Regions from separate parts of the Mus musculus genome. Here region 2 is linked to region 1. Evidence: chromatin contacts called from public promoter capture Hi-C data. All regions are on one chromosome and are shown on one strand. Each heading gives the region's core, a stretch centred on a gene start, on an enhancer-like site or on the middle of the called end of the contact. The rest is flanking DNA. Distances are from core to core; before and after follow the strand shown.

What was found. Promoter capture Hi-C pulls out the DNA fragments that hold promoters and counts their contacts.
Region 2: a contact with region 1 is called in a promoter capture Hi-C map of embryonic stem cells. The contact joins the promoter of Sync here to the enhancer-like site in region 1. A contact is called at or near these places in 14 of 39 promoter capture datasets (the 3T3-L1 cell line, 3T3-L1-derived adipocytes, the C10 cell line and 10 more), 2 of 15 datasets of contacts at CTCF or cohesin (the G1E-ER4 cell line and the NIH/3T3 cell line), 1 of 484 Hi-C or Micro-C datasets (embryonic stem cells), 3 of 115 datasets of contacts at active chromatin or transcription factors (embryonic stem cells and fibro-adipogenic progenitors) and 3 of 9 other capture datasets (adipose tissue, liver and pancreatic islet).

Annotation. Positions count from the first base shown.
Region 1 is chr4:129,159,085-129,164,086 of GRCm38.p6, forward strand. All of the region lies in intron 5 of S100pbp (S100P binding protein), which reads right to left. Among named protein-coding and RNA genes, the nearest start is that of Fndc5, 25 kb to the left of the region's middle. Within about 2 kb of position 2,922, at least 13 of the 459 cell types and tissues checked have an H3K27ac peak or open chromatin away from gene starts, as enhancers often do. A contact at or near this core is called in embryonic stem cells and pancreatic islet, where this site is marked.
Region 2 is chr4:129,284,528-129,289,529 of GRCm38.p6, forward strand. Sync (syncoilin) reads left to right here and starts at 3,094. Exons shown (of 5, transcript NM_023485.3): 1 at 3,094-3,261. The coding sequence starts at 3,212.

The DNA of each region.
Region 1 (5,002 bases), core at 1,672-4,171:
CAAGATACCCATGTATATAAAATAAAAATAGATCTTTAAAAAGAAAAAAATGAGTTTCAGGCTTACACTTCACAAAAAACAGAAATAAAAATTATACCCTAGTTAGGAAACAGTTTACCTAGCCCAGTGGTTCTCAAATTTTAATATGTATTCTGATTAGATGGAGATTACAAAACACATTGCTGGTGGCTCATGCACACCAAGGTTCCCGACTGTGTAGCTCTGGGATTTCCTATTCTAGCAATGCTCATACTGCTGGTCTAAGACTGCTCTTTTCCACAGCACTTTAAAAAAATGCAAGGATAAAGAAAACCAGGCTAGCCTTAAACTCAGAGATCCACTTGCCTCTGCCTCCCCAGTGCTTCACTTTTTGTTTTTCATTTTGGTAAATTTTGTTTTGTTTTTGGTAAGAGAAAAAGAACATGAAGTTAGGTGTGTAGGAAGTAGTAAATGGTAAGTATATAATCAAAATATACTGTATGAAAAAAACCAAAATTCTTTATATACACATATATACATAATTGCTTCCACATGTTTAACCATTTCCTAGAACAAGACAATGAATACAAACTGAAACTAAGGTAATTCCTGCTCAGTTCTAAGACAGCAAAGAGATTATCTTCCTAGGTTTTTTGTTTGTTTGTTTGTTTGGTTGGTTGGTTTGGTTTGGTTTGGTTTTTTGAGACAGGGTTTCTCTGTGTAGCCCTGGCTGTCCTGGAACTCACTATGTAGACCAGGCTAGCCTCAAACTCAGAACTCTGTCTGCCTCTGCCTCCCAAGTGCTGGGATTAAAGGCATGTGCCACCACGCCCGGCTATCTTCCTAGTTTTTAAACTTATTCCTATAACCAGTTATATAAATCTAAATAGAAAACTCAACTTAAAAGAGGTTTTGGGGATATTCCCCATCTTTCTGAAAAGTTGAACATTACTAATCACATCTAATCATATCTTTAGAAAGGAAAAGCAATGAGATACTACGCACTGAGCCAGGATCATTACTTTTCTTGTTTATCACAGGGCCTGACTATGTAGCTCTAGCGACCTGGAATTCCATAGGTAGACCAGACTGGCCTCATATTCACACAGATCTGTCTTTCTCTGCCTCCAGAGTGCTGGGATCAAAGGTATGTGTTACCACACACCTGGATTGGAGTAGTTTTTTGTTTGTTTGTTTGTTTTTGAGACAGGGTTCCTCTGTGTAGCCCTGACTGTCCTGGAACTCACTCTGTAGACCAGGCTGGCCTCGAACTCAGAAATCTGCCTGCCTCTGCCTCCCAAGTGCTGAGTTCAAAGGTGTGCGTTACCACACTATACCTGGCTGGATTAGTTTTTTAAAGATACTATACTGTATAGAGCTGAGCAACTGAGGCAGAGTGTGAGGTGCCAGTAGCCATGGGTCCTCCAGGCTATCCTGTTCCATCCATTTAGCTACACGAAGATGGGTTTTGTCATGGTTTGTTCCTTGAACATGGCAGGCTGGTGTACTCTGGCACCTTGGTAGCATTGGGTAGAAGGATGATGCAGAATGGCAGCATTTTGGGGACATTCATGACCATCAGAATAGGTATACAATGCTAATCAAGTCACAGACTGCCTACTTCCTGTGACATTCTGACACTTGTATTATAACAGAACAAAATTTTTACAAAATGGGTTGGCAAGATGGCTCAGCAGGTCAAGGCAGTTGCCACCATCCCTGCCAACCTAAGTTTAGTCCTCATAAAACAGAGGACAGAACCCACTCTAGCCAAGCTGTCCTCTTATTCTCACGCATGTATTGCCTCCCCACACACCCCTCTCTCTCACACACACACACAAAACACACACACACACACACACACACACACACACACACACAAACAGGACTGCTAAATACAACTATTTTGTTAAAAAAAAAAAGCCAGGTAGTCATAACCACTAATAATCCCAGTGCCAAGGAGGTAAGACGCAGGCAGATCGCTAGGGTTCACTGGCCTATCTTAATTTACAAGCTCCAGGCCAATGAGAAACCTTCAAACAAAAAACTAAGGTGGATGCCTCCTGAAGAATGAAACCTGAAGTTGTCCTCTGGGACATACAGACATAAACAGACACACCATGAGATACTTGTCTCATTAATAAGGCAGTGGCTATTACTAATAACTGCTTGTTTGAGACAGAGTTTCATCATGTAGCCCTGGCTGGCACGGAACACATTACATAGACCAGTCTGGCCTTGAACTCTGCCATCTTCTGACTCCTAAGTACAGGAATTAAGGGCATCCATCATCATGCCCAGCCTAAGCATTTCTTTTTAAATATAAATTATTACTTTCTTTCATTTATTGAGGCAGGGTCTTATTGTAGCCCAGGCTTAGAACTATCTTACTTCCCTCCCCCAAGTGAGAACTGTAGGCATGAGCCACTACACCTGATCTATCTTCTTAGGGACAGAATAAATCATTTTGCTTTAAAGATAAACTTTTTGGGGTTCTTCAAGTACTCCGTTGTAGGGAGCAAGTCCTCAGTGAAAGTGTTCTGGTGACTTGTCACAGTCATGTCAAGAGCCAAGGCCTCAGAACCATAGACTGGCAAAATTCTTCCTGGGGTGAGTGAGACTCAGAGGGATGGCAAAGCTTTCCTCTTGTCCAAGTGCCAATGTTGACAGTCTGTGCGGAAAATGGCCACTGTAGCTCCATCTCCCTGATGTTTATGGCCTGAAGATTACTTCCCTACTGAGATCTCTTCCTGGCTCAGTTGTATCCAATAACCTGGCCTCCTCCTTCACTGTATATAATAAACATGCTGAGCTTCCAAGGTGCGGCTGTTTCTCAGCTGGGAGTCCAATCCACCTGACCTTGGCTTTTTCTGTGCCTGTGTGTGTGTGTTAGTTTTTCATGCCGCTGCCTATTTAGGTCAATCTCTGGAGCTGTGCAGAGAATTCCATCAATGTATCCTCTCTGCAGGTGATGCCTTTGTTTTTGCTGGCCTTTGTATAGAGAGGCCATTAAAAGCCTGCATCCAGCACTTCAGAGGCAGAAGCAGGCAGATCTCTGAGTTTCAAGCCACCCAGGTATACAGAGTGAGTATTAGGACAACCAGGACTACACAATGAAACCCTGTCTCGAAAAAACAAGAGAGAGGAGAGGAAGAGAGGAGAAGAGGGGGAGGGGAGGGGAGGGGAGGGGAGGGGAGGGAGATGAAGGGAGGAGGGGGAGGGAGAGAGAATACTCAGTGCCAAAACCTCGTCCACCCAGAGTCATGGAGGTTTGGACTAGTCTTGGGCTTGCCTATTTCAGTGTGATATTGGGCATATATATGCACACAGCACATATACACATAAACACAATAAATAAATAATAATTTAAACATTCAGAAAAGAGCTGGGTGGTGGTGGCGCACGCCTTTAATCCCAGCACTTGGGAGGCAGAGGCAGGCGGATTTCTGAGTTTGAGGCCAGCCTGGTCTACAGAGTGAGTTCCAGGACAGCCAGGGCTACACAGAGAAAACCCTGTCTCGAAAAACAAACAAACAAAAAAATAATCAGAAAAATATATTGCCAAGGCAGGTGTGCTGACACACGCACGTGGGAGGCAGAGGTCTGTGAGTTTCAGGATAGACAGAGCTATAAAAGACTCAAGAATCTGAAAGGTGCTCCTACCATTTTTTTTTTAAATAAGATACTACAATGCCCAGCTAGAAGCTACTGAGGAAGCTAATGTAGAGGAATCCCTTGAACTCAGATGTGTTAGGCTTGCCTGGGCAATATTATACAAAGTATTAAAAAAAAAAAATCAAGGTCCAGAATTGTTAAGGAATTTGTCTAAGGTCACAGAGTTTCAACAATGTAATATTACCAGAGTTGAGTATCCTTGAAAGCAAGAATCTTATTATAGTATGTCTTACACATTCAGGCTGTACCTTAATACAGCACTGGGTAAAGAGGGTGCAACAATTTTGTTTCTGTCCATTCAACAAGAAATGGTGTTTCTTTTGGTTCTCCTGTAGGTTTTTTGTTTTGTTTTTTTTTTCCCCCCTGAGACAGCTCCTCTGTATAGCGCTGAAACTCATTTGGTACATCAAGCTGGCCTCAAACTCAGAAATCGACCTCCCTCTGCCTGCTTCTACCTCCCGGGTCCTGGAATCAAAGGTGTCTGCCACCACACTCTGCAAAAAGCTAATTCTTAGAGGCTGTGTGACACATGCCTTTATTTCCAACACTCAGGAGGATGGATATCTGCATTAGAGATGCAGTTAGGCCAGCCTTGTCTACAGAGCAAGTTCCAAGTCAGCCAGAACTAAACAGAGAAACCCTGTCTCCTAAAACCAGATTAATAAAACAAATAGAAAGATAGAACAAACTTGTTTCTAAGAGTAATTTTTATTAAGAAGATTTACTAATGTGGAGATGATGGTGACTAAAATTCACCAAGCATACATGCGCCGGGTGGGCTCTGTTTTATATCCATCACTGAAACTCTAACAATTGCTAAGACTCATTTGTCTTCATGAGAAAACTGAAGCTTGGAGAAGATACTCCAAGATCACCATCTAATATTGGTAAGCCAGGTCCAAACTCAGCTGAGGCTGATAACCCAAAACCTTATGTTAGTTCTTAGTTTCAACCTCTTCTTCCTCCAAATTTAGAGATGCTAACAAGAATTGGAACATTTAAATGTTCTCTTCTCTTCATAGTCTCTAACAGATGGGTTTTCTTGGACCAACAACCAGTACCATGATTTTATTTTTAGGTTGTGGCTAAAAGGTAGTAAAGATTGTCCTTTGTTCTATGGCTAAATGAAATTCATCTAACAAAATTTGTAGGGGAAAAAAACCCTTATACTTCAGTAATTCAATCACTAATATAAACCTTAACTTATAAATATGAAGCTGGTATTGGAGCCATTTAATAAGTAAGTGGCCTTAATAATTTGAAAAAATGGTTCTGCAAAGATGACTTGGGTTAAGAGCACTGGCTGTTCTTGCAGAGGACGTGGGTTCCATTCTGAGGACCACCAGCA
Region 2 (5,002 bases), core at 1,844-4,343, 130 kb after region 1:
CTTAAAAAAAAAAAAAAACAAACCAAAACTGACCAAGCCAGCCCAGTCAGTCAACAGGTTCTCCAGCGCAGGAGTGAGGATTAAAAAGAAAAAAGACAATTAGACAACATTGTAGCATGACCCCAGCCAGTTCTGAGGCTGAGGCAGGTTTAGCTTTTCCCAATCTGCTTTTATACCATTTAATTATATGCAAGTATTAAGGGCAAGCAGTACAATAAGGAATTAGCAAGGCAGTAAGCAAAGTCCCTTGATGTCTCCCAAGACAGCTGTTTCCAAGGGCTTGTCAGAATGACCAAAATACCTGAGCCCACATCCTTGTCCAAGCCCCAAATCAGATTCTTGCCTGAAGCCTACTTCTTTTGTTCCACCCTAAGATTAAGATTCCTGCAAGAATTTGTTTCCCTGTTCTAGCCTAAAATTAGATTCCTACCTGAGCTTACTTCCTCGTCATGGCATAAGGTCAGATTCCTGCCCGAAGCCCATTTCCTTGTCATTGGCCAATGTCAAATTCTTCCAAGCTGCCCCCAAAGGCTCTCTACACAAAACAAAGCAAATGAACACACTGAGTTGGGTTGGTTGGTTGTTTGTTTTTTGGAAACAAGGTTCCTCTGTATAGCCCTGGCTGTCCTGGAACTCACTTTGTAGATCAGGCTGGCCTCAAACTCAGAAATCTGCCTGCCTCTGTCTCCCAAGTGCTGGGATTAAAGGCGTGTGCCTCCATGCCCGGTTGGGTTGTTTGTTTTGTTTTTGAGATCTATCTTTCTTTCTTTCTTTCTTTCTTTCTTTCTTTCTTTCTTTCTCTCTCTCTCTCTCTCTCTCTCTCTCTCTCTCTCTCTCTCTCTCTCTCTCTCTCCCTCCCTCCCTCCCTCCCTCCCTCCCTCTTTCTTTCTTTCTTTCTTTCTTTCTTTCTTTCTTTCTTTCTTTCTTTCTTTCTTTCTTTCTTTCTTGATAGGGTTTCTCTGTGTAGCCCTGGCTGTCCTGGAACTCATTCTGTAGACCAGACTGGCCTCGAACTCAGAGATCTGCTTGCCTCTCCCTCCCTATGCTAGGATTAAAGGCTACCATGTCTGGCTTGAGATTCATTTTTCTTAATTATATGTTTGTATGTCTATGTGTGAGAGTACAGGGGCCTGAGGAGGCAAGAAGTGTGGTGTCCCTCTGGAACTGTAGTTACAGGCCATTGTGAGCTGCCTAGTGTAAGTCCTACAAGCCCTCACCCCTAACCGCTGGACCATCCATCATTCTAGTCCCAGATAAACCCTAGTGTTTCCCACTGTGCTACCTGCGGTGCAAAGGATAAGCAAGGTGATGGAGCAGTGGATATGTGAATCCTATGAGGGGTGCTCCTCTCAGGAGACCACATGGGAGCTGAGCTCTGAGGGACGGCAGAATCTGACATAGACAGCAGCAAGGACAAAGGTCCAAGCTTGAAGGGGTTTCTGGACTTAGTAGGGAATCGGTTTTTCACACTAAGGAGCTTAGTGGGAGCTGCCAGGAGTTAGAGATGTGGCCTTGGGGACATCCCTGCCAGCTCCTGGGCAAGGGGGCTGGGAGGGAAGAGGCAGCCAGCCCCTGTGACTACCACCCTTGCTGCCTGTTGCCTAGCACCTTGGGTAAACAGCAGGCTGGCAGGCCTTGCCCTTGCTCCCTTCCTTCTCTGTGACTGGCAACAGCTGTCCAGCAAGAAGCCCGGAGGTCTGCCAACATCCTCCCCTGGAATATTTCAGGGCTAAGTCAGAAAATGACCAGCTGCCTCCAAATCTCCTCTTCTATAGACCTTACATGGGTATATTGGGTTGCTCTGGGCTTTTGGATTCCTCCCTCTTGCAGTCTACAAAAAGATGCAAAAAACACAGCTCCGGGAGACACTCCCAGAGTGTGCACAGCCACAGCCACCCCTACCCCTCAGCTGCCACACTGGCACATGGCAGCCCAGTCAGGCATACAGTCACACATGGTTATACACCTGCTCCGTAGTCTGCAGCCAGCACCCACTTCCCCTCAGGATGATCACACCTGGCACAATCACCCTGCTCTCACATCATAGAGCTGCACTTCCACACGACCACCCAGGACCAGGACTGGAAGGAAGTCACACTGGGGATACAACCTTAGACCCATCTCTTGCTGCACACACAGAACCTTCGCCAGATGTTCCCAGCTGTGGGCACAAGGATCACAACGCACAAGCTACCCAGTCAACAACACCCGGGCATCAGTCCTCATTCGCCATCCCATAGGATGCTCTAAGATCTGATTAAACGGAGTACAGCCTTCTGGCCCTGGCCGCTAGGTGCACAGCATTCTTCTGCGATTGAATCAAAGCCCTCCTCCCTCCCTGACTCGGGGACTGAGTGGGAAAAAGTATTCAGAGAAAGAATGCCTGGGGCTCAGGTTTGGGAAGGGGTCCAGCAGCTCGTCCTGGGGGGAGGGGGAGGGTGCCTTCAGTGTGGAAGTCTAACTAGGACACCGGAGGGTCGAAGACTTAGGGGTGGGTGCGTGCCTTGAAACACAACAGAAGTGACTGAGCAGGAGCGACAAATCGACCTCTCAGAAGACCCCAAGAAACCTTCCAGGGCGAGGGGAAGAAACCTGAATTAAACAGACTCAACTTTATTGCCTTAAGCCGTTCTTCCTCAGCCGTGGCCCCCAGCTGTCCCCAGACGCATGGGGTGTGGCAGTTAACCACCCCCCCCCCTCTCCAGCAGGCGCCTTGCCCCACCCCCTCATGACAGCTGCAGGCCACCAAGAAGATGACCCGGCTCCAAGCCCTTGCGTGGGTGGGGATCGCAAGGCGCCGACACGAGGGGCGCTGGATCCCTCTGGGTACCCCACCAGTAAATCTTCCTCCCGCCTTCATTGAACTCGGGGGGCAGCTCCCCTGGGACCGAACAGCCCCCTCCTCTCCTCACCATGCAACCAGGGCCAGAAGGAAAGGTGGAGAGATGAAAGGAAGGTTCGCGAAGTGCCGCTGGGCCGCCCCCTCATCCCACCCCACCCCATCCCCTCCCACCCTCTCCCCGCCCCCAGGGCCGCGGGGCCCGCGCCCTCCTCCCGCGGGTAATCGTCCGGCCAAGTGGGCGCGTCCCGCCCGGGCCGCCGGGATCTGGTGTCCGCTGCAGCTGGCAGTGCGGCGGGCGCCGGCACCGGCACAATCGCCGACGGCGTTGGCTATTAATAACACTCCGGGCGAGCCCGGGGTCGCGCAGCCATGGCCAGCCCGGAACCCCTGCGCGGCGGGGACGGCGCCCGGGCCTCGAGGTAGGATCCTCTAGGGCTCGTGTCGCCGCCCAGTAGGACAGGGGGTGCTGGGTGGGCTCCCATCCCCGACCCGCGGCCCTTTTCCCTTGGCTGTGGGTAGTGGTCATGCCCGGGTGTGGCACGGGGCGGAGCCACCGGGGAAGGGAGATGGGAGGCCCTGGCTTGGGGACCTGACACCTCCGGGGGTCTGTGTCACTCCTTCCACAGGCTGAGTGCGATTAATCCTTTCAGGCTAGCAACCTGTCAAAATGTAGTTGGCCTAACTGACTAAAGAGTATAAGTTTTGGGTCTTTTTTTTTTTTTTAAAGTCTTATTTTTCCCGTTTCTTATTCACTTGTTAGCGGGGCTAGGGAGAAACCATTTGAGAATTCACTGCATTTGAGCCACTTGGTGCAGGGTTGGGCACCTGCCAGCTTGAAGTTGAGTCTGTTCGGTCAGCTCTCTCTCCCTGGTGTGGCTCAGGGTGGTGGCCTAGAGAGGCAGTTGTTCTCCTGGCCTAGCACTGGGCCCTGGCTGAGCCCAACAGCTGTCCACACTGGAACTTTACCACTGGGGATTGTGGAGTCATTTTGCCTCAGGTCACATTGTGGCCCAGGGACTTCCCAGTGTATCAAATTATGGGAATACTTCCTGGTAAACCCTGTTGTCACATGAGAAGACAACCCTAAGCTGGGTTCTTAACACATTTTGCCTGTATTCCCTACACACACACTAATAAGCTTGAAGCCAGGCACGAACCTTTGTTTGCATGACATGTAATACACACGTCCAAGTCACAGTCTGATGGACAGCATAAAGGAGTTGCCCAAGTCCTCTGGGACAGAGACAGAGTGGCAGAGGTGTTGAGGTCAGGGACCCCAGCTGGGCCCTGTCCCTCTCTTGCTTGGCCTCCTGTAATCTGCTTCTATGCCAGCTCAGTAGAGAGGCAGTTAGCCGAGGACAACCTCTGGTACCCAGGGTGGTGTGGCAGCCTGTAACTCAGGAGGCCTGGGTTCTATACCACAGACCTGCCACTTGACCTTGGGCACAACTTCCCCTGGAAGTTCAGTTGTTTTCTTCTTGCCTTCCAAGGGCCCCACAAGTAGCCCTGTCCTCAGGACATCCGCTCTCATCCAGTGGACAAACGTACCTGTATAACTTAAAGTCACTCCTCCTGATGATGAAACTGCATTCCATTCAGAATGTCCTGAAGACACAAGTTGGTATTGTTGGGATACGGTACCAAGGAGATGGAGTTGCAGCATGTTTAGACATTTGTTAAGTAAACAGATTTTTTAAAAAAATATTTCTTTTAGCCCTGGCCATCCTGGAAATCACTCTGTAGATCAGGCTGGCCTTTAACTCACTGAAATCCACCTGCTTCTGCCTCCCAAGTGCTGGGATTAAAGACATGCGCCACCACTGCCCAGCAACAGATTACTTTTTTTTTTTTTAAAGATTTATTTATTTATATGTAAGTACACTGTAGCTGTCTTCAGACACTCCAGAAGAGGGCGTCAGATCTCGTTACGGATGGTTGTGAGCCACCATGTGGTTGCTGGGATTTGAACTCTGGACCTTCGGAAGAGCAGTCAGGTGCTCTTACCCACTGAGCCATCTCAGCAGCCCAGATTACTTATTCTGGCTGGGAAATGAACCTAGTACTTTCTGCCTGCTAGGCAAGGGCTCGCCCCTCAGTCTCAGCCCTAACCCTAGAAAGGTGCTTTGACTATGATATTTCAGAGGCTTTTAGGCTTGTGTT